Regions from separate parts of the Ovis aries genome. Here region 1 is linked to region 2. A link is a contact called in public Hi-C data. All regions are on one chromosome and are shown on one strand. Each heading gives the region's core, a stretch centred on a gene start, on an enhancer-like site or on the middle of the called end of the contact. The rest is flanking DNA. Distances are from core to core; before and after follow the strand shown.

Region 1 (4,476 bases), core at 1,599-4,098, 65 kb after region 2:
GGAGCCTGGTAGGCTATAGGCCATGGGGTCGCAAACAGTCGGACACGACTGAGCGACTTCACACTCACACACTCACACTGTGTGTCTATGACAGTTTTACTTCTTTACTTATAAATCAAGTAATTTACAACCAACAGGCTAGTCTGTTTTTAGGAAATTTCTAAGCTAACTTGATAACTGCTTTTCTTAGGGCGATTTACAAGTTTTTCCATTTTGTAGGCTTTTCCTTTCTTTTCTTTTTGTTTTCATTAAGATAATCTCAACTATCTAGTTATAACAGAAAAACTGTTTAGTGGGGTGAGATCTGAAGACCAGCACAAACCTTAGTGCATCTCTGTGTTACTTCGTCATGCCCACTTTACAGATTAGGAAACTGAGGCCTGGAAACTTTTAGCAGTTTGCCCACAACTGACTGCCCACACACCTAACCTTCGAGGAGTCCTGGCTCTGGCCAGCCCCTGGGGCAGGTGACCCCTTCCATGGCCATCAGCTGCTGACACTGATGGCCAGACAATACAGCTAGAAGGCCAGCCACAGAGGCGGCAAGAGTGAGGCTTGAGAAACTACCTCTCAGTATCACACATTCCAGCCAGAACCAGGTCGACATGGAAACAAACACGACATAGTAAACATGATATTCTGGTGTCAACTGATGCTGTTAGACACTCCTTGGAACCCCTAGGGGAAAGCCAAGGTTTTTAAAGAAATACACCGACACCGAGAGATCCTGGTATGATGCCAGTTCTGTAATATGGGAAATCTTGTCCAGAAATATGTATGTGTATATATGTATATATCGGAGAAGGCAATGGCAACCCACTCCAGTGTTCTTGCCTGGAGAATCCCAGGGACAGAGGAGCCTGATGGGCAGCAGTCTGTGGGGTCGCACAGAGTCGGACAGGACTGAAGCGACTTAGGAGCAGCGTGTGTGTGTGTATGTGTATACATATATGTATATAAATCCGATGCTGAACTTCTAGATTCCCTCTAGCAATCGATAGTAAGGAAAAACACCACACCTCTTCACACTCTTAACTTCGGGAAGAAATTAAGCAATTAAGGTCTCTTCCCCTTATTAGGGTCTTCGTAAAATGTCAGCCCAGTTAGAACACAGCGTTCGAGGAGGAAAAGGGAGGGAGGGAGCTCAGGAATTGGGGCCTGAGCCCCAAGAGGCTCTGAAATCCCCAAGGGATGAGGACGCACCGACCTCTGGAGGCGCGCGAAGCTCCCGGCGGCGCTGCCACACCGGGGTCCCCACGGGACTGGCCAGATGCTCACCGCCAGCGCGCAAAGGTCCTCCGGGGCCGGGAAGCGCTGGCCTAACCTCATTGTTTCGAGCCATCCGTAAAATGCAGCTCCTCCCCTCTCTCAAAAAGGACCGGAGGGCCTGGGGCAGCCCAGGACTGTCTACACCTGCTCCCCAGGTCCGACGTCTTTGTGCATGTGGCTCCAAACCACAGGCCCAGATCGCAGGGCGCGCGCCAGACCCCGGGCGCCCCAGCCGCCTCTCGCAGCCCCCGGCCTGTCGCCTCCTCGAGGCGCCGGCGCGCACCACCTACGGACCAGGCGTGGCGGCGCGCGGCCCTCCCGCAGCCCGGCCCCCCGCGCGCCGGCCTCTCCTCCGCTGCCTCTGCGTCCCCGCCACCCGGCTGCAAGCCTTAGGAGCCGAGCCGCCGGCCCGCGGCGCGGAGCCGCAAACACTCACGTTTCCCACTGTTACGCCAAGTGCGTGCGCTCTCAGTGGCCGCTGCTAACGGGAGCCAGAGAAAGCGCGCTGAAACCCGCCTTTCAGGCAGCGAGAAGTGGCAAGCCGGTGCCCGGCTGGAAGCCCCTCATTTTCTGCAAGCTCACTCAAAATGCGCCTCGGTGCCGCCAACGCAGCTGCCAGGTTTAATAACTGTGTCAGACAGCCCCTCCCCTCCCGCCCCGAGAGACACAAAGACGACGGGCGAGGGGCCGAGAAGCGCGCGTTCGGCCGCGGCTGTCACCCTGCGTCAGCTCCGGCGATGCCGCGGCCGGAATGACTGCCCAGGCACGGACCAGGAGAAGGGTCAAACGCCAGCCTTGACCTAGGAACTGTCCAGAAACCTCAGTTCTTTCCTCACCGCTCTGAGCAGAGATCTGATACTCTTCCCAACGATACTTGTGAAACAAAACGAGGCGAGTGCCTTCCCAGTTAACCTAACCTGCGTCACAAATGTAAAGGGGACTGACTTAGAGCAACGCAGCAAACCTCAAACCTATTAATACTTGATTTTCTGGGCACTGGTAGAATATCCCGGCACTATGCAAAGGGCAGGAAGCGCATCAACCTGGGTTTCCCTCACGTTCTGTCGCGCACACGAACGCTCCAGCCTCTCGAGAGGACCCTGGCCAGCAGAATCACTGTTAGGGGAGGAGAGGGGAGGGCTCCTTTGCAGACCCTCCTCGATTTGGGCCATCCCTAAAGCGCGGACAGCTTCTCGAGAGCGACTGGGTTTGTATCGAGACGGAAGGAATTAGTGGTTCTGTTCTGCCGGTGAAATAGCCCACCGAAGACAGTGCTTAATGAAATATGGTGCATATATATCACCCATACCAGGCGCAGGGGGCGGTCCCCCGCGCCCCGCCCCGAGGGCGCCTTCCCGCGCCGCCCGGCTGCGCCCGCCGCACCTGCTTCTGCCGGGAGTGGTTTCCGTGGAAACTGCGGAGAGCCCGCTCTTCCTTCAGACACGCTGTTACCGGGACAACTGCGACCTGGCATGAGGCGGTCCGAGGGGGGCAATGGACGCCTGCTTTAAATCAAAGATGTAGAGATTCTCTAAGGCGGGAGGGCAGAAACAGGAGGGCAGGCAGCGATGTTTGGGACTGGAGGCGGAGCCCCGGGAGCCTGCGTGGGGGTGGAGTTAATGGGCGACGCAGACTCCGCGGACCGCGTAGCTCCCCCTGCGCCCGCACCAAGTGAGTTCATGCTTGGTTTTAGAAGCAGATCTATCATTCTCTGTCGCATGATTACTTTCCTTTATTCTGCTTAAGATACTGTAAAGTTATTTTGCACAGACTGAGCACTAACCAGCTCCGGGTAGAAGGGAGGAGAGGCCCACAGAGTGACGCCAAGGGGAGACCTCTTGGGAATAATAATTGACTGCAGATGGCCTCTGTGAATAGCAGGTTACGATAAACACATGGTTACAAAATTAAACTATTTCAGTGATGGTTTGGGAGCGGAAAAGGAGACGTGTGGATGAGACTCTTCATATTTGTTCAGAGGTTCGTTCAGTGTTAGTACTCTACCTTGTTAATTTTGGGCATAGGCAATTTATACTCGTCAAACCATAAGCAGGTATTCAAAAGTAAAGTGAAACAAGCTGGTGTGCTTTGTGCAAGGCATTATAGGATTGCAGAAACAAACAAACATACCCTATATTAGTTTCTCCTTACCCTAACTTCTGTTTTTCAAATATAAGTTTGAAATCAATGGTATATTTGAATTTATGAGATTTTACTACATACATTGTAATAATATAATGACATCAATCAATCTCTGGGCTGAGACTGAAATACATATTTGCATATATACGTGTGTGTCCACACAAACACACCTCTTTAAAAGTCATAAATGCATTTCTATTAAAAGTTCCACATGAGCCTAATTTTCATAAAGGAAGTGATATTTCTATATTCTAAGAAAACAGTTTATGTGACAGAAAACATACAAGTCATTTTTGTCAGAAAGCAAAGATTTTCATCAAGAATAACTATTTAATTTACATGTTTTGGAAATCCACATTTTGTATCCCAAATCTGCTTTGAAGCACATAACTTTGGAATCATGTGATTGCAATGTTTATTTGCAAAAGAGCTCTAAACCAAAAAATGTATAGTCAGCAATAGGATAGACATCCACTTCTCTCTCTCACTACATTTCAAGTTTGAGAAAATAAAAGTGTCAAGCAGATTATCTTCATATCTAACAAAAATTAACAGTGAATACTGTAGAATACGGAAGAATAGGGATAAAGGTGTTAAAAAGGAGTATGTCGAGTCAGTATATTGTCACCTGCTTATTTAACTTATATGTAGAGTATGTCATGGGAAATGCCAGGCTGGATAAATAACAAACTGTAACCAAGATTTCCAGGAGAAATAGCAACAACCTCAGATATTCAGCTGATACCACTCTAATGGCAGAAAGCGAAGAGGAGCTAAGGAGCCTCTTGATGAGGTGGAAGAAGGAGAGTGAAAAGCTGGTTTAACACTTAACGTTCAAAAAGCTAAGATCATGGCATCTGATACCATCACTTCATGGCAAAAATGAGGAAAAAATGGAAACAGTGATAGACTTTATTTTCTTGGGCTCCAAAATCACTGCAGATGTTGACTGCAGCTGTGAAATTAAAAGACGCTTGCTCCTTGGAAGAAAAGCTATGACAAACCTAGAAAGTGTATTAAGAAGCATAGACGTCACTTTGCTGACGTAGGTCCGTCTAGTCAAAG
Region 2 (3,991 bases), core at 226-2,725:
TGCTCTAGTAATTCCAGCTTCAAAATGTCTCCTGAAGCAGAATCAGAGATATGGTCACAGATAAATGTACAGACAGTATCCTAAGAACAAAAGCTTTGAGATAACTCTGCCACTTCCTAATCCTGCCACCTGGGACAAAATGTTTAACCAACTGCTCTGGCCTCAGTTTCCTCATTGGTTCCATGGTACTAACAGTAGTCACAAACACTGAATTAGTTACAAGGCATAAGGAACTTGAAACAGGCTCTGCCACCCTTAGCAGTGCAATAAATGGTAAGAATCATTAGCTATTATTACAGAAACACTCATCATTACATTGTTAACAACAGGGAAAATTTTGAAAGACGTTAAATAATCAGAAGTAGGAGTCCGAATACATACAAAATAAAGAATATAACGCCCCTCCCCGGTATCACATAGTGGTTAAAAACGCAGCTTCTGGAACCAGAATGCCAGTCTACCCCAGACCAGCCGTGTAATCCTGGACAATTTTATTAATTCTCCGAGCCTCAGTTCCCTCGCCTGAAAACAAAGGAGAATACCTCCCTTGTAAGGTTAACCGGTTCATATACATAGAGCACTCAGAACAGTCCCTAACATACAGCTGGTGTTTAATCAGCGTTAGTCCCCCCGATTGCCCGGTGACCCAGCACACACACAAAGCTTCCAGGTCCAGGTCTGGGGACAGACGTGCCTAGAGTTGGAGGATATGAGAACACAACCCACGTTCCCCTGGAATTAAGAGAAGGAATCAGAGGCTTAGGCCTCCGCCTGGGGCTACGAACTGGAGAGAGCCATTCCGCGGGCAGCACCTGAAAGGACTGCTTTTATTCAAAGGAAGAAAGGCCCACCGCAGCCACAGAGCAGCCCAGGCGAGAGGAAGGAGCTGGAAGGCTCTGCTCCCCTCCAGCCCCGCAGCCTCCACCTCTTTTCCTCTCCCAGCCCTGCCCCCCCAGCCCCAGCCCCCGTCTTGGGGCTTTTTAGAGACTCAGGAGCGGAGACGAGAAGAGAGGTTCGCGTCCACCTGGGGGAGGAAGGGGGTGCGCAGTGACAGCGTCCGTGCAAAGGGCTGGGAGCGGCTCTGACGGGACCCCCTGCCCCACCCGGCTCCTGGAGCCCTCAGCGGTGTGGACAGGCGGCCGTGGTCTCCACTCTGCAGGAGCGGGTTCAGCACTAGCCTTGGCAACCCGGAAAGTACTGAGACGTTTCTCTGAGCTCAATTCGCGGCAAGGTCAAGGATCCCGGCCTCCAGCTCCGCTTCCACCCGGTCCTGTTCCGCGCTGAGCCCAGGTCTCCTCCCAAGCAGCAGCATCCCCCACCCCCGCCCTGGGGACCCTGCCCCTCGACATGGGCACCAGGTCTGTGTGCAGACAGTAACGGGGGAACCCCGACGGGCAAGGAGGCCGGCGTCCCCTGAATGTTGGGGCCCGCCTGGATGGGGGAGCTGGGCGCGGCCCGGCCCCCTCCGCCGCTGGTCCAGTGCCCGGGCTGAGAGTGGGAGGGTCACTGCTTTCCTCGGGCTGCCCCTGCCTTTCCTTGCCGAAGTTCCCGCACGGCCTCGGGGGCTTTTTAGGGTCACTGCTACCTTCCAAGAGCCTCTCCATTTTCTCTTCCTAATGGTCCAGTATTAATTAAGATCTATGCTTCACCCCTCCGCTTTCCCAGATCACAGAGAATATCCAGAAGACAATGGCTATTCTCCCTGAGGGTATCCTGAAATGGGGCACGTTTCTAAGACATCACTGATGGCTGCTATCTTCTCCTTACAAAACGCTCTTAAGATAACAGAATCATCCAGCAGTGATGAGCATGGGGCAAGACTCCTGTATTCCGGGAGCCCTGGTTCTTGTCCCTTGGTCCACAGTGGAAGAACCTGTGTGTCAGTGACACAGCAAAGGGATTCAACTCTGCTGGGCTTCCTGGAAACGCAGAGATGGTCCCAGTGCCCCCGGAACTCTCCAGGACCGTGGAAGGAGCTGCCTTGCACATTTCACAGGACTTCTGCGGATGGAGGCTCCTCAGTAAGATCATCTCACATGCTAGTAAAGTAATGCTCAAAATTCTCCAAGCCAGGCTTCAGCAATACGTGAACTGTGAACTCCCTGATGTTCACGCTGGTTTTAGAAAAGGCAGAGGAACCTGAGATCAAATTGCCAACATCCGCTGGATCATGGAAAAGCAAGAGAGTCCCAGAAAAACATCTATTTCTGCTTTATTGACTATGCCAAAGCCTTGACTGTGTGGATCACAATAAACTGTGGAAAATTCTGAAAGAGATGGGAATATCAGACCATCTAACCTTCCTCTTGAGAAATCTGTATGCAGGTCAGGGAGCAACAGTTAGAACTGGACATGGAACAACAAACTGGTTCCAAATAGGAAAAGGAGTACGTCAAGGCTGTATATTGTCACCCTGCTTATTTAACTTACATGCAGAGTACATCATGAGAAACGCTGGGCTGGAAGAAACACAAGCTGGAATCAAGATTGCCGGGAGAAATATCAATAACCTCAGATATGCAGATGACATCACCCTTATGGCAGAAAGTGAAGAGGAGCTAAAAAGCCTCTTGATGAAAGTGAAAGAGGAGAGTGAAAAAGTTGGCTTAAAGCTCAACATTCAGAAAATGAAGATCATGGCATCCGGTCCCATCACTTCATGGGAAATAGATGGGGAAACAGGGGAAACAGTGTCAGACTTTATTTTTCTGGGCTCCAAAATCACTGCAGATGGTGACTGTAGTCATGAAATTAAAAGACGCTTACTCCTTGGAAGAAAAGTTATGACCAACCTAGATAGTATATTCAAAAGTGGAGACATGACTTTGCCAACTAAGGTCCGTCTAGTCAAGGCTATGGTTTTTCCTGTAGTCACGTATGGATGTGAGAGTTGGACTGTGAAGAAGGCTGAGCACCGAAGAATTGATGCTTTTGAACTGTGGTGTTGGAGAAGACTCTTGAGAGTCCCTTGGACTGCAAGGAGATCCAACTAGTCCATTCTGAAGGAGATCAACCCTGGGATTTCTTTGGAAGGAATTATGCTAAAGCTGAAGCTCCAGTACTTTGGCCACCTCATGCGAAGAGTTGACTCATTGGAAAAGACTCTGATGCTGGGAGGGATTGGGGGCAGGAGGAGAAGGGGATGACAGAGGATGAGATGGCTGGATGGCATCACTGACTCGATGGACCTGAGTCTGAGTGAACTCCGGGAGATGGTGATGGACAGGGAGGCCTGGTGTGCTGCAATTCATGGTGTCGCCAAGAGTCGGACATGACTGACTGACTGAACTGAACTGAACAACCAAGGAAACTATATAGACTTGAAGCGACCTTGGTAAACACGTGAGTGCTCCTCATGGCACGTAGTTCTGAGGCCAACTCACAGCTTCAGAGCTCAGCATGAACTCAGTTTTACCCCTCTGGAGCAGAAGTGGAGTGGGGCAAAAGCATGCAGCGAGAACTCTGTCTTTGGAGGGCCCCTGGAGGAATCTCAGCGAGGACAGACTTAGCTGCCTGACACCTCAAAAAACGCACACTGGACACGGCCTGCCCTGGCCAGGTTTATACCACGGCTTTGAGGATGCTGCGGACTTAAATATCTTCCTCCTACACACCCATCGAGGAAGGACAGCACTTGCCACCTTAGTTGCAGAGGCTGGGGTCAAGAAGCATCTCTGGTGTTTGTGAAGTCAGAGGTTGGCCCTCTGGCCTCTTGTGGTTTCTGTAGAGTCCACAGTTTGAGGGATATTCTATTCTGCACAACAGCTGCGAAACGTGCTGTTCCCGGAGTCACTTCCTCAGGAACGGTACCGGAACACCCAACACACCTGGTTGCTAAACACTTACATACCAGGAAACGCTGTCCTTGAAAGGAGACTGCCGTGTGATAAGGGATTGTGTTCCCAGGCGTGGCTCGAGATGAGATGATGCTTATCTAAAAGGCTCCCAGGGGCTCCCCAGGGGATGAAATCTCAGTCTACTGTTCTGATTC

The links. Hi-C and Micro-C count contacts between places; a contact is called where the count stands out from the background.
Region 1: a contact with region 2 is called in a Hi-C map of hypothalamus, with 3 times the contacts expected there. The contact joins the promoter of TRIM2 here to the enhancer-like site in region 2. A contact is called at or near these places in 2 of 16 Hi-C or Micro-C datasets (hypothalamus and skin fibroblasts).

What each region holds. Positions count from the first base shown.
Region 1 is chr17:4,712,383-4,716,858 of ARS-UI_Ramb_v3.0, forward strand. It overlaps TRIM2 (tripartite motif containing 2), which reads right to left and starts at 2,849. Exons shown (of 12, transcript XM_060400930.1): 1 at 2,653-2,849. LOC114118833 (a long non-coding RNA gene) reads left to right here and starts at 2,882. Exons shown (of 4, transcript XR_003591973.3): 1 at 2,882-2,940.
Region 2 is chr17:4,649,111-4,653,101 of ARS-UI_Ramb_v3.0, forward strand. The region is part of intron 1 of TRIM2 (tripartite motif containing 2); the gene reads right to left. Among named protein-coding and RNA genes, the nearest start is that of TRIM2, 64 kb to the right of the region's middle. Within about 2 kb of position 1,476, at least 13 of the 54 cell types and tissues checked have an H3K27ac peak or open chromatin away from gene starts, as enhancers often do. A contact at or near this core is called in hypothalamus, where this site is marked.